Regions from separate parts of the Drosophila melanogaster genome. Here region 1 is linked to region 2. The links are chromatin contacts, called in public Hi-C maps. All regions are on one chromosome and are shown on one strand. Each heading gives the region's core, a stretch centred on a gene start, on an enhancer-like site or on the middle of the called end of the contact. The rest is flanking DNA. Distances are from core to core; before and after follow the strand shown.

Region 1 (3,107 bases), core at 379-2,878, 480 kb after region 2:
CATTATTATAATACCCGTTACTCGTAGAGTGAAATCTGGTATACTAGATTCGTTTAAAATTATGAAGCAGACAGAAGGAAGCGTTTCCGACCATATGATCAGGAGATCAGCTGAGTCGATCTGGCCATGTCCGTCTGTCTGTAAAGGATAGAAAGTTGTGGAAGCATTCAGTTTCCACATCGCCCACTCTAACGAGCACAAGCCGCCCAAAACTGCCACGCCCACACATTTGAAAAATGTTTCTTTTTTCTTTCTTTTTATTGCTTGACTTGCCAATTTTCCACACACCCTTCCTCCCCTCCACACCCATCCACACCACTACAAAACGTCCAAAACAGTCACGCCCAAAGAAAATTTCGTCATTTATTCCCCAATATCTTTCGATTTCCCGAAAGATTATGAAATTTCGTATTTCGACTAACTGAGTAACGGGTATCTGATAGTTGGGGAACTCGACTATAGTATTCTCTCTTGTTAAACCTTTACATTGACCATTTTATTGGGTTACCCCGTGATTTAACATATGGGTTATATACTATATGAAAATTATGCAGTTTATTTTTTATAGCTTTATTATTTTATTCAAAAGGTTACTCTGACAACTAACAGCTATACATAGGTATAGCTATACCTCTTGCGAGTTAATTATTTGGAAAACAAATATTTTTTCAAAACGATGCACTACACCAAAGCGAATGTATCGGAATTCTAGCCGTCAAATAGGTCTTCGGATATAGTATCTTTCTTAACGCTTTAATGTTTGAGCAACAATTTAGTGAGCAAACCTTTTGTTTGTATTAAGCATGCAATTATGTCGGCCGAGACGGCTTAATGTCTGCCCGATATATAAACAAACTTTTTTCAACTGCTTTGATTTTGGTCATATCTATCCGCAATACATTTCAAACCGTGTCCTAAACTAATAGACTTGCTTCCACATTTTTTCTTCGGTAGCTTTTTCAGCATTTTTCTTAACTTTGTATTTTTTTTGTTTACAAGGTGCGAGCGATGCTAACGGGTTTGCGCCGTCTTTTATCGAAAAGCCGAGAATCATCCCAAATGAATCAGGCACATTGATCACCATGAAGTGCAAGTGCAAGGCCAAGCCCGAACCCACAGTAACTTGGTACAGGGGTCAAGACTTGGTGGAGAAGAGTAAGAAGATAAAAATTAACACAACAGTTATTGCAGAAGACACGTATGAGCTGACACTTGAAATTAAGGTGAAGTGCATTGTGGATAGCATAACAGCAACCGATAATTTACTTCATTTAATCTCTTTTAGGATCCGGGAGCAACCGATGGTGGGACCTACAGATGCAATGTCAAAAACGAATACGGTGAATCAAACGCAAATCTAAACCTTAACATTGAAGCGGAACCGGAGCCCGAAGGAGAGGGGCCAACATTCATAGAAAAGCCACGCATTGTTTCTGAGAACAACGGCAAATTGGTTATAATGGAGTGCAAGGTCAAGGCAGATCCGAAACCAGATGTCATTTGGTTTCGCAACGGAGAAGTCATCAAGGAAAGTAACAAAATTAAGACGTTTATTGAACAGCGTGGCGACCAATACTACATCAAGCTGGAGCTATTAGATCCGCAACTAGAGGACTCCGGCCTTTACAAGTGTAACATTAAGAACACGCTGGGCGAACTTAATGCCAACCTTACCCTGAATATAGAGAGTGCGTATATGCCCACCGGAAGCAAACACGATCTTATGAAACTGATTATAATTAATATATATTTTTGAATTCCTCTTTTCTTGTTCTCCACCAGTCGTTCCTGTTATAAAGGATAAGCCAAAAATTATAAAGATTATAAAAAAACGTACTGTAGTCATAGAGTGCACAGTAGCATCAAAATTCGAACCCAAGTGTACCTGGTACAAGGAAACCAGCACTGTAAAAGAGAGCAAGAGACACGTTTACCAGGTAGAGCAAACAAAGGAAGGAGAGTTCGCCGTCAAGCTGGAAATCAACGATGTCGAAGAGAGTGACAAGGGCGCCTACAAGCTGGTGGCCAGTAACGAAAAAGGAGAGGCAGTATCCCAAATTGTCAACCTCGTTGACATTCCAGAGGAAGAGCGAAAGCCGTGCAAACCGGAAATCTCGAGAAAGCTAGCAGATCAGAAGGTCGCGGAGTCGAAGACCTTTGAGCTCTTAGTCAGCCTGTCCCAAACAGACCGCAAGTGTAAGGTTGAGTGGTATAAGGGAAGCACCGTTATACGTGAAACCAAGGACATAACCACCACGTTTGATGGAACAACAGCAAGATTAACTTTTAGCTCAGCAAGGACAGAACACACATCGAACTATAAGGTTATTGTGACCAATGAAGTCGGCAAGGACGAATCATCTTGCAAAATAACGGTGGAAAAGGTTGCCAAAAAGAAGGAAGAAAAGCCGAAAGAAAAGGAGAAGACCAAGAATGAAAAAGAAGTGGAGCAAAAGGTAAATAAAAAATCGAAGATAAGTAAAATCAGAAATGGTAGAAAACCCGCATTAGAAATTAGAGCCTGCATCAGCAAAAGAAGAACAGATTAATGAAGACCAGGACATTAATGCAAATCAGATTTTCGTTGAAAAAGAGAAAAAAGTACTCTAAGTGACACAATTATCGATTAATCACTAGGTTCAGAGGTTAATGAAGAAATTTCACAGAATACAACTAAGCAGTACTCTTGAATTTTACAGTTTCACATATAGTGTATAATGTTTGTATATTGATCAGGCTTATAAGTGCTAACATATAATTGATATTGCATGCCTAGTAAAACAAAAGTAGTAAAGTTTCATGTACAACTTGTAGGCCAAACCATTAAGATACTTTTTTCTAGCACGTTCCTGCACTTCTTCGGGTGCAATCAATAATTTTGTAAAATTTAGAAATGTAATGCCACAAATCACGTCGTTTTTTAAAGCAGCAACCGATAAAAAGTAATTTTTTACTATACAGAGTGGAGTCACTACATATAAATTACCGATATTTAAAAGGAGAATCGCAACGAATACTCCTCTGGACACTTCACAGTCAAATTCATCAAAGGACATATTTGGTGTAACATTAAAGCCTATTGGTCAACTTCTTAGTGAAGAGGTTTG
Region 2 (3,016 bases), core at 377-2,876:
GAAAATATTCGCGCATGCCCATTGTCACATATGTACATATGTGTTATCTTACAATTTAGGATAGATTCTATATATTTATAGATTGCGTAGGTTATAATTATTTGTATGTATATATTTTTTAATTTTAACATTTTGAAGTCATATACTAAGTACTCTAGTTTCCTTTTATTGCTAAGACTCAGTAACACGGCTTAATAATATAAGCAATGGGCGGAATACAAATGGTACACATCAATTTGAGACTGAGATCAGATAAACGTGACAATAGCACCTTTACCCCTTAAATTTCGAACAAATTTGTTACTACTGACAGTTACATTCTCAAAAACGGTAATGGTAATGTAAGCATACATTGTGAATTTATCCTAAAAAAATGCATAAGTTATTATACCAGTTACTCGTAAATTTAAATGATATAGAAAAGGAAACGTTACCCGTTACTCGTAGAGTAAAAGGGTATACTAAAATCGTTACAAAGTATGTAACAGGCAGAAGGAAGCGTTTCCGGCTACATAAATTATATGATATTATTATATTATATACATTTTTATTCTTGATCAGGATCAAAAACCGAGTCGATCTAGCCTTATCCGTATGAACGCCGAAATCTCAGGAACCATAAAACCAAGAAGGTAGAGATTTAACATACAGCCCATATTTTAAAAAAATTGTTGGATGTTGTTCCAATATTTTATTATTCTTGTACATTTCTATCGATTTGCCAAAAAACTTTTAGCCCCGCCCTAAAGCCCCAAACCGGTCACGCCCACTCTACTATTATTATTAAATAGTATTAACTATTATTAATTTTTTTGTCATTTTATTCCCCAATATCTATCGATATCTCAGAAAAATGATAAAATTCCGCGTTTGCATTTACACTAGCTGAGTAACAGGTATCTGATAGTCGGGGAACTCGACTATAGCATTCTCTCTTGTTTTAGTTTTAAGTTGACTTGTTTGAAAATTAGTGTAAGTTAGTTTAGTTCACATAAAGTTCAGTTTCGCTCCCTTAAAAACTGTCACCGTCCTTGTTAACATCTAGGTGTTTCCTTTTGAAAATCAATTCTTAAATTCAAAATGTAGCTTCACACAGATAGAACTATAACTTTTCAACTAGCAGCTTGCACAGAGCATGACACATACATAAGGCCAATTATTCGCTTCGGACTAAACATCTGCAAAAGTGTATAATTTGTTTTCCTTATAGAAGGCAACACCATTTCAGGTCAAGGTATTTACATGAACCTAATGTAATGTCTCATCAGCTCTACCGCAATAGTAGTATTATTCTTAAATAACAGTACATTAATTGCAAACGAAAATACAAATTCCAATTGAATTTAGGTTTGTCCGGTATAAGCACGACAATTGGGATAACAAGGTATTATGAAATTGTATACATATGTTTTTGTACAAATCTTGTTTGTAAATATAAACTTAAAAAGTAAGAAAAGTAAAGAGTTTGTTTTCAGAACGTGTATATGTATGCACATTAGTCGATCACAAGCGGGATGCTCTTGTACCATAAATACATTCAAAAATAATATCTCGTGAACTTCGAAATATTTTTATGTTTTTTTTTCTGAAAATAATGTTCTCTTATTATGTACACGCTATCTCGCCAGGCATTTTGTGCTATTTTTCGAGGTTTAACAGTGTCTAAATAGAAAATAAATAGTATCAATAATATGACATATAAAAATTAAATAACAAATAAATAATCGTAAACCTCAAGGTGTCATAGTTACTATTTGTTGATAAAATTATACAGAAGTACTGGTTATTCCAGAATTTCAATATAAATATTGTGTGCTTTGAAATATAAATAAAGTCACTCACATGTGTAGATACCAATTCTATTGTACATATACGAAATCTCTCCTGAGAAAATCAAATATATGTACGCATTTATAAATAAATTGGTGTTTTTACCTAGTATATTACTTTGCAACTCTTCGTATAATTGTTAACCTGCCTTTTGAAAATATCGTTGTGAAAATATGCTATGTGCTGATGCGGTGACAATTACTATGAATCCAAATTAGTGTAAAACTTAAACATATGTACTAAAAACACCACTATTATGATAAAATCGCAATAAAAAAAGACCTGTTGACCTTTAATCTCTGCGTCAGCGTAAAATATGGAATTTCCAAAAGAAAACGAAGAATCTGTGAACTGTTTGAGGAGCCCCATGGCGGCCGTTAAAAAAAGGTCGGGGCCGTTAGATATAGCACTTGACGAGGCTAACGACGTATCGAAAATATGGTCGTTGCCATTAGGAAATGCCTCCAGCATGCGTAAGCCAATGATTTTTGCGAGTGAGCACTCCGAAGGAGTGGCTTCTCCAAATAAAGTGCGTCGTCGCAGCACAAAAGACAAGGAAAAAAAGCGAGAGCGCTGGCTTCTAACTCGAAAAACCTGGAGATATATGACAGATGCAGGCCGTAAGCTAATTCCTGATGGATACCAAACAGGGTCAGGTAATCATGACCTAATTGAAGATCAATTTCAACGGGTGTGTTTATCTGAACCAAGTTTTATTTTATGGAGTCGCAGAACATCATACCCAGGAGCATTCAGCTGTTCTAAGCGGAGATTAAAACCATTGTTGAGGCATGCAAGTGCTAGCCGCAGAAAACAGACAGTTGATGCAACCAAAGATTATCATATTGCCGATCGAGTCATCGAATTATTGCAGACTTATCTTAAACTTCGTGATGCATACAAAACCACAACTTTACTTGGAACTAAAACAGTTCGGCCAGATCAAACATCATCACCCAGTGCACAAAGGCCAAACTTCAAAAACAATGGTGACAACCATCAAGTGATATCATCCGGCACATCTATTCAAACAGAACTCTTGTCCCTTCTTAAATTGTTATCTAATTGCCCTTTATTTACACATGAAGGAATTCAGCTTAAGTTTGGCGATGCTCCACTAAGCATTCTCGAAGACAAAGTTCTTTTGAAAAAAATCTATAGCGCGCTTAAGAAACAACAGCTCCAT

What was found. A called contact is a pair of places that touch in the nucleus more often than the background predicts.
Region 1: a contact with region 2 is called in a Hi-C map of the Kc167 cell line, with 1.8 times the contacts expected there. The contact joins the enhancer-like site here to the promoter of RhoGAP102A in region 2. A contact is called at or near these places in 9 of 107 Hi-C or Micro-C datasets (the Kc167 cell line, brain, eye imaginal disc and 3 more).

Annotation. Positions count from the first base shown.
Region 1 is chr4:729,778-732,884 of dm6, forward strand. It overlaps bt (bent), which reads left to right. Exons shown (of 44, transcript NM_001272143.2): 9 at 1,000-1,223; 10 at 1,286-1,688; 11 at 1,783-2,456. Among named protein-coding and RNA genes, the nearest start is that of bt, 6.9 kb to the left of the region's middle. Within about 2 kb of position 1,629, at least 12 of the 39 cell types and tissues checked have an H3K27ac peak or open chromatin away from gene starts, as enhancers often do. A contact at or near this core is called in eye imaginal disc and wing imaginal disc, where this site is marked.
Region 2 is chr4:253,371-256,386 of dm6, forward strand. RhoGAP102A (Rho GTPase activating protein at 102A) reads left to right here and starts at 1,627. Exons shown (of 12, transcript NM_001258487.3): 1 at 1,627-3,016. The coding sequence starts at 2,147.